Regions from separate parts of the Mus musculus genome. Here regions 1, 3 and 4 are each linked to region 2. A link is a contact called in public HiChIP or PLAC-seq and promoter capture Hi-C data. All regions are on one chromosome and are shown on one strand. The core of a region is the stretch at or near the end of the contact, and the rest is flanking DNA. Distances in the headings are between cores, read along the strand shown.

What was found. Promoter capture Hi-C pulls out the DNA fragments that hold promoters and counts their contacts. HiChIP or PLAC-seq counts read pairs in DNA pulled down with a chosen protein or histone mark.
Region 1: an H3K4me3 HiChIP or PLAC-seq map of stem cell-derived neural progenitor cells shows a contact between it and region 2, with 5 times the contacts expected there. The contact joins the promoter of 4930555B11Rik here to the promoter of Acvr1 in region 2. A contact is called at or near these places in 1 of 39 promoter capture datasets (liver), 1 of 484 Hi-C or Micro-C datasets (forebrain) and 1 of 115 datasets of contacts at active chromatin or transcription factors (stem cell-derived neural progenitor cells).
Region 3: a contact with region 2 is called in an H3K27ac HiChIP or PLAC-seq map of extraembryonic endoderm stem cells, with 7 times the contacts expected there. The contact joins the promoter of Baz2b here to the promoter of Acvr1 in region 2. A contact is called at or near these places in 1 of 39 promoter capture datasets (liver) and 2 of 115 datasets of contacts at active chromatin or transcription factors (embryonic stem cells and extraembryonic endoderm stem cells).
Region 4: a contact with region 2 is called in a promoter capture Hi-C map of liver, with 6 times the contacts expected there. The contact joins the promoter of Gpd2 here to the promoter of Acvr1 in region 2. A contact is called at or near these places in 3 of 39 promoter capture datasets (embryonic stem cells and liver) and 3 of 115 datasets of contacts at active chromatin or transcription factors (the SCID.adh cell line, embryonic stem cells and stem cell-derived neural progenitor cells).

What each region holds. Positions count from the first base shown.
Region 1 is chr2:57,180,413-57,183,144 of GRCm38.p6, forward strand. 4930555B11Rik (RIKEN cDNA 4930555B11 gene) reads left to right here and starts at 1,419. Exons shown (of 4, transcript NR_040633.1): 1 at 1,419-1,513. BB557941 (expressed sequence BB557941) reads right to left here and starts at 1,342. Exons shown (of 3, transcript NR_040356.1): 1 at 1,243-1,342. n-TAcgc8 (a tRNA gene) reads left to right here and starts at 1,666; the gene lies at 1,666-1,737. n-TGgcc8 (a tRNA gene) reads right to left here and starts at 2,052; the gene lies at 1,982-2,052.
Region 2 is chr2:58,565,545-58,568,427 of GRCm38.p6, forward strand. It overlaps Acvr1 (activin A receptor, type 1), which reads right to left and starts at 1,284. Exons shown (of 12, transcript NM_007394.3): 1 at 1,243-1,284. It also overlaps a transcript of Upp2 not described here.
Region 3 is chr2:60,124,201-60,127,150 of GRCm38.p6, forward strand. It overlaps Baz2b (bromodomain adjacent to zinc finger domain, 2B), which reads right to left and starts at 1,540. Exons shown (of 36, transcript NM_001001182.3): 1 at 1,263-1,540.
Region 4 is chr2:57,236,788-57,239,936 of GRCm38.p6, forward strand. Gpd2 (glycerol phosphate dehydrogenase 2, mitochondrial) reads left to right here and starts at 1,595. Exons shown (of 17, transcript NM_010274.3): 1 at 1,595-1,780.

The DNA.
Region 1 (2,732 bases), core at 169-2,668, 1.4 Mb before region 2:
TTCTCCCTATGGGTTCCCTGCTCCTGTCTTGATGTGATGGTTTGTGCTTGGTCTTATTGTAGCTTGTTATACCACGTTTGGTGGATGTTCCTGGGAAGCCTGCTTTTTTTTTTTTTTCTGAGGAGAGACTGACAGGGGTAGGGGAATAGGGGAATAGATGGGGGAGAGGGGAGTTGGAGAGGGGAGGGGAAAGCTGTTGTCTATATGTAATATATTAGAGAATAATAAAAGAAAAAAGAAGAAGAAAGAAAGAAATGTGTGTTCTAGTGTCTTGGAAAGGAATGCAGGGATATTCTTGGGTATAGAGCAAGCCTCCTTGATAACGGCCCACTGGTTTCCCCCACTTCTTTTGAAACATTCCTTATTATAGCTGAATTAGATCCACGTGTGGCTTTGTTCTAGTTAACAAAATCAGAGTTATCATTTGTTTAAATGGCTGTAAGCATATGTGGACATTTGCTTATTCTTAACACAGGATGTGATTATGAAGCTGGTGGTTTACCCAGTGACTTTTGACGTTTTTCTGCTTTCTGCTCTGCCTTTTGGAGAGCACAAGCGAAGGGTGAGGAAACTTCAGGCCTTCACGCTGCCGCAGCTTTATGGCCTCAGCCTAACAGGTTAAATGGAAACGACCTGATGCTGCTCTGCCTACACCATATACCTACCCTGCTACCACTGAGCCTCACCTGGAATGGAATCAGTTTTAAATACACCTGGAAGAGATACACTCGTCTTTTCATTCATAGCCCATCGAACCATCTAGCTTGCATCCAACCACCTGGAACTTTAGGGCTGAGGTGCGGTTAGGTCAGGGTAGATGGAGGACATTAAACGATATATATATATATCAGTCAGTCCGACTGACCCAAGGTGTAAATAGAAAAGGAATGAAAAGCCGTCTACAGCAGGTTCTCCACCCTATCTTAACATTTATACAAGTCTAAGCCACCAAGAAGGGGACAGCATCATTTTGTTTCAAGTTGAGAATCATGCAAAGGAGGAGCAAATAGCAAAATCATTTTCTGCTGCAAGAGTTGACTGTAACCTCCATCTAAAAGAATCTACGGGCATTTGGTCCTCCAAACAGCAGAGCATAAATGTTAACGTCACTAGGTAAACCATAGATTTTACGCAGCTTTCCTGAGACATAGGGGGTTTCCAAAAGTGCAGGGTACCCAGATAAATCCACAAAAGTTTTAAATGCAGAGACAGGCATATACAGCAACAAGTCTCTTGAGTCACCTGAATGGTGTCCGCAGTTCCTTTCTTCTGGCCCAGCGAACTAGCCGACTTGTAGAGGACCCAGTCTGTAACCTAGCTGAAAGAAAAGCTCAGAACCTATGCTACCCGCCAGGAATCGTTGGCGCCTGCGCAGTAGGATCAAAGAGCTGGGCTGCGCTCGGTCCCGCCCCTCTGGCAGTTCAAGGCTCCCGGCTCCAACTGGAACCTGGCGTTGACCGCCTGGTTGCGACTCTCCTGGCCGCTGAGTTTAGCTGCGGGCTCCCTGCACCGGGTCGGTTCAGATGTACCACGAGCAGAGCCTGAGAAAGGATTATAAAAAAGAAATGCACTGTGGAATCTGCTAAAGTCAGACTGACTCCTTGGTTTAGAGGAGCGTTGGGTTCTTTGTATAAGTAGGCATATGAAGAGAGCAGTTAGCGGCTGGGGGATGTAGCTCAGTGGTAGAGCGCGCGCTTCGCATGTGTGAGGTCCCGGGTTCAATCCCCGGCATCTCCAAGCAGCCGGAATTCTGTTTTTCATTCTTTCTCAAAGAAAAGATTTTCACTTGTACATTTTGCCCACCACTACAACATCGAAAACCGAAAACAAAAAGGCCGTGAAAAATCTGCAGTGTGGAAAACTCACTCTAGTGATTGCTGGGAAAACAAGTGAAACGAAATGCTAGGAAGAAAAATTCGTAGTTTCTTTCTTCATTAATGTTAATATTTTAGAAAAACAAGATTTGAAACAAAAAGGCAAGTGCATTGGCCGGGAATCGAACCCGGGCCTCCCGCGTGGCAGGCGAGAATTCTACCACTGAACCACCAATGCAAGCACATATTATGGTGTTCTGTTATACTATACTAGGATATATTTACACATGAGTAATTCTTGTGTCAATTCTGTTTTTATATATATATTTAAAAATTAGGAAAAGAAACAGAATTCTTTTGTTTTTCTCCTTAAGTTTTTAAATCTCACTTACATACATTGTATTTGAAGATAGTTCCACTGATCACAGAATCTTAGGGCAGAAAACGTTTCTACATGTATCATTGAGCATGTCACAGAGTTTTAAATTCAACGATCGTTAAATATTGGCAAAATATTAACATTTTAAAATTCTTACTATTCTAACTTTTGTTAAACTGTATGAGGGTTTTGGGGTGGGAGTTTGTGTTTACTTGGTTTTGTTCTTGGCAAAGAATGCAAGTGTATGAAGATTTACTCTATATACAACTTTATGATCTCCAGCCTATTTTCAAATACTTTGATCTCATTTATATGTGTGTATAATATATATATATATATTAATATATATGTATGTAATAATATATGTATATATATTATACTATATATATGTGGATATAATATATATTATATGTGGATATAATATATAATGGAGATATATATCCTATTTTGATTTTGTTTTGTTTTTCGAGACAGAGTTTCTCTGTGCAGTCCTGGAACACTGTAGACCAGGCTGGCCTGGAACTCGGAAATCTGCCTGC
Region 2 (2,883 bases), core at 34-2,533:
GATGAGCCCATCTCTGAAGTTTCTTAACACCACCTTTCCAGGAAGAATTTTTTGGGGAAAAGGGAGGTGGTGTCTATTTTTTGCCACCGCCTTCCCTTGGGCTGTCAGAGCAGTCTGCCTCTCAAGAACTGGATCCTTTAAAATCACTGCGTTATGTTTCTATTTGAGGGATTTTTTTCAGAAATTATATATCTATGCAAACAAAAAACATATATATGTGTATGTATATATATATATATGCAATCGCATTAAACATGTATGGGACCAGAGACGTTTCCCATCATCTCACACCAATCGCACAAACCGCAAAGAAGAAAAGCCAATAAAGAGAGCAAATCCAATGCATTACCGTCCGTCTCTCTCCAAACACCAAATTAATGGCAACTTTTTAACCAACACACTTTTCTTCTGCAACAAAAATGGGTGTTTTCTTGCCCAAGTACCTTCCTCCATAGCTCCTCTGCCGTGCAAGGTACGTTCAGATCTCCAGGGGAAGAGGGAGGTAGGGAAGGGTGGGAGACGTAACTGGCACAAACTGGACAGAGCCAAGCCAGTCTCTGAACCAGACAGAAGTCCATGCACGTAGTGAACCCACAGGCCCACAATTCTCCCCAGCGCGCCCAAGGTTCTAGCCTCACTGTTTTGGTTAGTGTCGAAGGAAGGGTTTTAAACTTGGCAAAGTACTATGCAACATCTGTAACCACATCTGCCTTCTGGGGATCGGAAGATGAATCCCACATTCCTGGCTTTGAAGCTTTTTGAAACTGCAGCTAGGAAGGACAGAGGGAGGGAGGGAGTTGAACAGAGTTTATTGGCTGTCTCTCCAGCAGAAAATTCCTCTTGGAAGAGATGGATATTTTGTGGGTGGGGGTGACTGGCCAATCTCTTTAGTCTGCCAAGCTCAGCTTAGAAGGTGAGCCCGGGGCCGTGAGGCCAGATCGATTTATAAGTCCGAGGCGCACACCCTGCAGGAGTTCATCCAACGCACACCCGAACCCCCTACTCCAAGCCTCTGTCCACCCCGGATCCCACCGGCAGCCAAGGCCCTAAGCAAGTCGGTTTCGTTCCGCCGCGGCTTCCCCCCACGTCGAGAGGGCACGCAGCTTGCCGGAGAAAGAATGAAAGCGAGGGGGAGGCACCGAGACGCCCACCCTCCACCTCCGATCCCGGTCTCGCCTCCAGCTAAGCTCCCTCCTCCCTCGGTCCCCAGCTCCGGCGGCGTGGCCGGCGACCTGCTCTCACCTCTGGTCCAGCGGCGGTCGGGTGCTGAACCCGGGGAGGCGGAGAGCTCGAGGCGACCGGGAGCTGCAAGGCGGCGCGGGAGGGCGCGGGGCGGGGCGGGGCGCTGCAGCCGGCGTGGAGCCCGGAACTCCGCGGGCCGCGGGCGGGTGGCCCGGGCGGCGGCGGCGGAGTGCAGCGCGGCGCGGCACGGCGCGGCGCGGGGCGGGAGGCTGGCGGCCACGGGGCCGGGGCGCAGGCTGGCGGCAGGCACCGGGCTGGAGCCGGGGAGACGGCTGTCGCGGGGCGGGAGGCGGAGGGCGGGGAGGAGGGCGGAGGAAACTTGCGGCGGCGCGGGGCTCGGCTGGGGGCGGCGGGGAGCCGGCGGCGGCAAAGTTCCCCCAGCGCTTGGGGGCGGCGGCGGCGGCGGCGGCGACCGGGAGCTGGAGCGGGAGGAGCGGGAGGAGGAGGAGGAGGAAGTGGCTGCGGAGCGCTCGGCCAATGAGTGTCTGGAGCTGTGATTAACCAGGCAGCAACACATCATTTCCTCCCGGCGCGGATCCAGGGAGCCGGGAGGGAGAGGGCCGGCGGCGGGGCGGGGCGCTCCTCGCGCCCCCTGCAGGCGCCCGGCCCCAGGGATTCCGCCCGCCTAGCCATGCTCGCCCGCCGCCCCCGACCCCCGACCCTTCGGGCCGCCCGGGCTGTGGGCTGCTGCGAGCCGGGCTGGCGGGACGCGGGGGAGGCGCGCGGCACGGGGAGCGGCCAGGTAGGCGCGGGCGGGGCCGTCTGGACAGCTCCCGGGGCGCGGGGCGGGCGGACAGCAGGCAGCCGAGCCGGGAACTGCGGGGGCTCCTGCACTCATCTCCAGCCCTGCGTGTCAGGCACAGGGGTGGATACTCAATGCTCCGCCTCAGCCAGGCCATCGTTGCCTTGTCTTCTGATCCCCTTCCACTATGCTCATTTCCTCGCAGGGTCTAGGGTTATGCAAGCGTTTGCCATTTTCGCAGTCGGCTTCCTTGGTAATAAAAATAAGCAAGTCTGGGGGGTGGGGGGGGGGGGGGCTTCTGCAAAAATCCCGCCCTGTCCTAGGCGCCACGGGAGCTTACAGTAGGAAGGAAGGAACATTCTCCGCCGCAGAGAGGCTGACAACTTTGGTCCTTAGAAACACAAAAACACCCCAGTGTGCTAATATTATCTGGAGCATCAAAAAAGGCATGCAAGGATCAAATTTTGCATGGTGCCCGCTTAGTGTTTGGAAGCAGCAAGCCATTTTCTCTGCCCTCTAGAAGCTTATAATGCACAGTCCTATCACAAAGCAAGAGTAAAATCATGACACCAATAAATGGGGAAAACATAAAGTATTTTTTATCCCTACAGGTCCTTTCATGTAGAGGGCATTTATTGGGTCGCTGGCTGCAACACTGCAGAAGGTTGCAAAGGAAGTGGAAGATCGGGCCTTTGCAAAAGCTGCAAACAAGCTAGCTTTACAGGCGTGTGTGTACAAGGAACAGCTAGAAAAGAGCCTTCAGGTGTTGTGTAAGCAAAAAGGCAGAGAAGGTTTTTGGTTCTTTTGTGTTTGGATCGTTCATTAGAGGGTCCTTGTAGTTATGTTTGGTGGCGATCAGGCGAGGAAAGTTCAGGTCAGATCAAGGCAAGATCACCAAT
Region 3 (2,950 bases), core at 290-2,789, 1.6 Mb after region 2:
AACTAGGTGGATACTAAGTGACACAGTAAAAAGTTTCGATCATTTTTTAAAAAAATAATCTTCCACTTGTTACCAAACATGGTTTTGCGATCCGTTCTGAATGCAAAATACAAAAATAAAGTGCACAACTTATCACTAGCCTCTAAGTTACACGATTCCGAAAAACGAGAAAATTTTGAGGAAAACAAAAAACCACTTTGGGGAAATTTTCTTGATAAAAGTTTACATGACGTCACATGGCCCCCTGAACCGTTCCTAACTTTGAGCCTTATCCAGGCACACTTTTTTTCATTTCTATGGCTCCTTTCCCTTCCTTAAAAATTAAAAGAGACAGACAGACTTGGGAATAAAAATTGCCCAAGATGGCGAAACGCTTGTTGTTTAGAGGGCAGGGGGAAAAATGGAGGATATTGTAATATACACAAAGGGATAAATTTCAACAACTCGGCCACGGACTGCAGCTGCTTCTCGCTTCACAAGGAAACAACACACAAAAGATAAACACGGAGGAGAGGGGAAGAGGAGCCAGCCCCCACCCCGCGGGGCCGGCTCCGAGTCCCGGCACACTTCCTAGCCTTTCCCGATCCCAATTCTGGGGTTCGCGGAACTACTTTAGGGGAGGGGAGCGGGGCGTCGCGGGGGAGGGAGGACGCGGAGCCCGAGGACCCGGAGCCCAGCCCGCCAGGCCGCCGCGGCCCCAGGACGCCCGGAGCCCTCCCGGAGCCGAGCCGCCCGGTACCCGCCGCCCGGGGCCGCGGCCCCACCCCCACCCGGCTCCGGAGCCCCAGCGGCCTGGCGCGGTTCGGCGGGAGCGAGGCTGCGGGCCCCGGGCGGAGGCGGGGGCGGCCAGGGCCCGGCGCCTCGGGAGCTGCCCCGCGGGGCGCCGCAGCGGGCCGGGCTGGAGGACGCCGCGAGGCCGGCGGCGAGGGCGGCGGGCACAATGGAGGGACGAGGCCCGCCCGGCCGCTCGCTCGCCCGCCCGCCCGCGCCCGCACTCCCAGCAAAGTTTCCGTTCCGCGGAGCCCGCACCCCCCACACACACACCCCGCCCGGTACCAGGGCCCCGCGCCCCGCGCCCTCCGCCCGGGACTCTAGTCGGGACCCCAGAGCCACCGCTGCGTCGCAGCCGCACAACAAAGAGCCACACCGGGCGGCGCGGGTAAACAGCGGCGGGCGCCTCGGGAGGGCTCCAGCCCGCAGCCGCCGCTCTCCGCCCGGAACCCACCTCGCCCGCACCCCCGCACCCCGGCTCTCAAACTCACCTTCACTTTCGAACTGAGTTGCGGGGGAAGGGATTTTCGCCCTTCCCGGGTGCGGGTTAAGCTTTTCGGAATCCCCACCGCCTCCTTATTTCTCTTCTAATTCCTGCCAGAAAGTCTAGGGAGTTGGAGTGGAGGTGAGATCCGTGATCGCGAAAGCCCTGGCTCCCTCCGTCCCCGTCTTCCGCCGCTCGCTCTCTGATTAGTTCCTATCCAGCAGCAGATTGAAGCAGGAGATGATTCTTCTCAAGGTTTGTTCAGCAGCTTCACTTCTAGGCGAAGGCTTCATGAACCAAGTGACGTCAACCAACAAGGCTTCTCTCTCTCTCCTCTCTCTAACAATGAAAGTTGCTGTTAACAAGGGAAAAAAGAGCGAGAGAATTGTTTATACCATTTCAGTTCCAATAATAAATGACCTATCAGCTCTAAAAGGAGCCAAGGGAGGGGGCTGCTTCTTCATTCCAAGAATACTGTATCTTTGAGTTTGCACCGCTCCTCGTCCCAAGAAAAAGTTAAGAAACTTACATGTTTTGTTTTGCTTTTCGGGGGGCGGGGAGGGGGGGACAGAACTGAATACTTAATTTAAAAAAAAAAAAACTTAAACGGACTGTTAGGGAACACAGATAAGCCATCTCCACCAACTTTTATGTTTGTAAACTAGGAATTGTGTTGGAGTCTACACGCTAAATTAATATGCCAAGAATTTGTGCATGCTAGGGCTTTAAAAAGCAGGGCGCAAGGCGATCTCAAGGTAAACTACTAATGCTTTTCCATGGACGAATTTAAATGCTTGTGATGTTCATGGTGTGAATCAATAATATTCAAATGAATAAACACTAAGTTCTTTTACAGTTATTTGTATAATCTGTAAGCCGTAATCTCATTTTTTTTTCTAGTTTCGGTTAAGAAAAAAAAAAAAGCTAGTTAAACTGTAAGAACTAAACACTTTAAAAGACTAATAGCCCATTACCAACTAAACGTGCTGTGCTCCATCAGAGCCCCAGAATGTCAGCTGGCTGTCTCAATTTTTAACCTTCCACTCCCCAATTCCCTTCAACCAATCAAGTTAAACTAAAGGCAAAGAACACCCCGTTCCCTCCAACAGTGTACCCGCAGTCTCCTAAAAACGAGTTAAAAAAAAAAAAAAAACCCCTTAACCTAGGTACACGTTATTACCCACGAAGACAAAAAGGTCATTTAAAATATATATATATTAAGGTGTTTATTAAGAACACAATAAACTCTTGAAGTTTGTGTAATTACAAATTAGATAATTTAGTTTTCAGAATGAAGACCAAGTAAAAATGTAGTTCTCAGAGAATGATTTGCCCATGTATTATTTTATGCGTGCATATGTGGCTAGATGTATCCTAAAAGATGCTATTGTTTTATGTTTCCTCCTCAGCCACTGGCTGTGATTTTAATTGTGCTGGAGGATCTTCATTAGTATTAACACATGGGGAGATTTCACAAAGCTGCTTCATTAGGAAGGAAAAAAAAGCTGGCAGACTAGGTCTTTTTGCATGCTCTGAGAATGTCAGCCTTACCTCGGTCATTTGTAACATAATAAGTGCAAGTACAATGATTGCGAGGCAGGAGCGTGGGGGAAGGGCGGCGATGCTGCTGTCTAATAGGGGCATCTGAAAAGACGGCTGCTCATTACATAGTAATGTATGCTAAAAATTAGTGAA
Region 4 (3,149 bases), core at 345-2,844, 1.3 Mb before region 2:
CTTAAAGCCAACGAACATTTAAACATCTTTTATAGGCACTAGGATGCGAAAGTCAATGGCGGAATGGTTTCATTTCCAGGAACTGCAGTCTTTTAGGTGAATTAGTGGGAAGTCAGCATGGACCCTGATTTCGACCTACTTCTTTGCAGAGAAACGCATTGAACTTCTAAGTAAATATTTGAGATCTGAAAAACAGGAAAACCGAAAGTCAGTGGCTTACTTCTAGGGCTCTCAAACTAGAATCCTTTAGGACCGAGCTATTGAACATCAGCTCTCAACCCTTAGTGTGAATCTGGACCTCTGTAATGCTTGGTTAGGTCTGGAGCTGGAACTCGGATGTTTGGGACTCAGGTAGCCACTAGCTCAGATTGTTTGCATTTCTGCCAAGTTCTCAGGTGATGCTGTACCAGGCACCATAGCTGTACTGTGAAAGGCACATTTTAAACGCTAAAGATTCCCTGGCTTATTTCCAAACCCTTTCAGTGGTACAGCGACAGAAGCTTAGTTCGTAAATTTAGCGTGTCCAAGGCCAGGAACAAGTTCTTTTGCCTTTACAGAGGGTTTGTTTGCCATAAGTTACTGTGAGTTTGTGACCCCAAACTATAGGCATTTCTACAGGGTTTAAGAATACTATGTATGTGACTTAGCAATTGATTACTAAACACTGCTACAATTTCCTTCAAACTAATTTGGCACGAGGAGCTTTTCGGATCAGTCCCTGCCTACTTTTCAACACCATAATCTCAGGATTTAAAGTGGGGTCTTTCGGAACCCGAACTGAGCCCTCCTTGGGTACCCTTGGTTTTGCTTAACCCTTTTAGTTGCAACAAGTGAGCTGGGCATGCTCAGTGGGCAGGGTCGGGTTGGGAGGGGGTGCAAGTGGGAAGCCTGTGGCTCCGCAGCCAGGGTTCTCCGCCTCCCCCCACCTGTACGAGGCCCGGCCCGCTGGGCCAGCGCTCAGCATCCCACCCTTGCTGATTTGGCTTGTTCTTCTCAGCGGGTCCCGGTGCTAACATTCAGGCCCGGGGTCCACAGGCCTGGAGCGCCCACAGAACACGCTGGGGTATCTGGGCCGAGAGCTGCAGGCCGAGTCCCTAGAGTCCCCCGACTCCTAGACGCCTTTCTAGGCCCAGGGAAGCCTGGCGGCTGGGAGGCGCGGAGGAGGGGACGCCGGATCTAAGGGCGCGCGACGGGTGATCAGGTAAGGCAACCCCGGTAGGCAGCAGGCGGGGGAAACGTCCTCCCCCTAGGGCAGATGGCAGGAGTGGCCCGCGTGGGGAGGGACAGAAACCCAACACCACAGCGGCTTCCCCGGCCTAGCTCAGCCCTCTCTTCTTTCCTCCAGCTAGCAAGGAGTGGCAGGGTATGGAGTCGTGCTCCGCCGGGGCTCAGGGCAGGATCGATAACCTCGGGCATGGCCAGCCCACGTCCCTGCGAGACCCAGAGCGCCGGGTCTGCAGCCGCCCTTTCCCACCGGCTGCACTTCCGCATTTCCCTGCCGGGCAGAGTCGCCCGGGCCGCGGTGTCGCGGCGAAGGCGGTGGCTGAGTTGCCGGATCATCCCCCGGGGAGGCGGAGGCGCACGAGGGGAGGAGGAAGTGGCCGGGAGGGGCGTCGGCGGGCGGGTCGGGTTACGGTGGCCCCGCCTGACCCGGTGACATCCCGGCGCGCTCGCCGCGAGCTCAGGGCCACTCTGGTTCTCGGTGAGGCCGACTCCGTTCTGGCTGGAGGATCCTGACTCCCTTGCTCGCCGACCCCTTGCGCGTGACGACCGATCTCAGGTGTGTGCGTCCTGGCGACCTGGTCCTCTGCCTCGGCTTCTAGGAGGAAGTGGTCCCTCTCTGACTTGTGTGACTCGGTGGGACTGCGGTGTGGCGGAGGTGGAGGTGGTGGTGGCGGGAAACTGGGGCGAGACTGTGAATTTGTTCCCACCAACGGAGGAGGAGCACAATTCTCATTCAGGGTTAGGCGAGACTGGAATACGTTTGAGATACGCTTTACCTAGCTGGAGGCAGGGCGTTCCCACATCAATGAAACTTTATGCAAAGTTTTAACTTGTGAAAGTGGCTTGTCTGATGCGGAGGCTTGCTGTTTCCTTCTGAGGTGAGGCGGGGAAGACCCTTCTGCAAGGGGGAGGAGGCTTTCTTTGAGAAACTCAGTTGCCGGGGTGTGACTGGCCCAGGAGGAAATGCAAAGTGTACACCGGCAACAGCCTCCTCTCTCCGCAAAGCAACTGTGTCTTGCCAAAGAAAGTTTGCTGAGTGCTGCAGCTTTAGGAAGGCTTTTAGCAGGTGATGGTCCCTAGACCGTCCTTTATCCCTTAGGAAGATATACGTACTCCTGAAACAGCCTTCCTCAAGCAACACAAGTTCTTACAAAAGTTCAATGACAGGGGCATCTAAGTGTTACAAGAAGTAAATATCCCAGGGGTTGCTACAGAAACAGCCAAAAGTTACATTTGTCAATTTGTGTGAGTAGGTGAGAGAAGGAAGTTGCCCTGTTTGCTTAAAACAAAACTTTGTATCTTGCATGTATTTCAAAGTTTGAGAGTCTTGGAATTTCTCTTTTTGAACGTGGAAAGTGCTGGTGATGGCCTCTCTGGGACCATGGGGCTTCTTGGGAGCTGTTGGTTAGCATATGGGGCCTGGATGCCATTGCCCAGTGGATAGCATGTGCTGTCTCTGGGGCCTTAATGATGAGTGTTGAAACCTCCCCCTGTTTCTCATAGAGACATTAGTCAAACGACCACACTTCCTTCATTTTAGCAACCTAACCCTTCACCTCAGTGAACAATGGGAAAGAATTTGGGATGAGAGACAAAACTGTTAGAACTCTGCTTTCTGAGAGCATTAGTCACATAGTCACCTTATAAATAAGTCATTCTAGGAACCATGGGAAGGCAGTTGCATGCCTCACTGTTAATGAAAAGGGCACAGAGTTAGCAGTTCTCAGTGGATGTCACACCCCACTGCTGAGTCTTATAACTAATGCTTCTTATAGACAGTCAAAAAAGAGTTGATTGTCACTGTGGATGAATGAGATGAATGATGTTGACATACTGATAGAATTCTTACATTATCCTGTCCATAGTCAGGATGTAAGTTTTTTTTTTTTTTTTAAGATTTATTTTATGTATATGAGTACACTGTA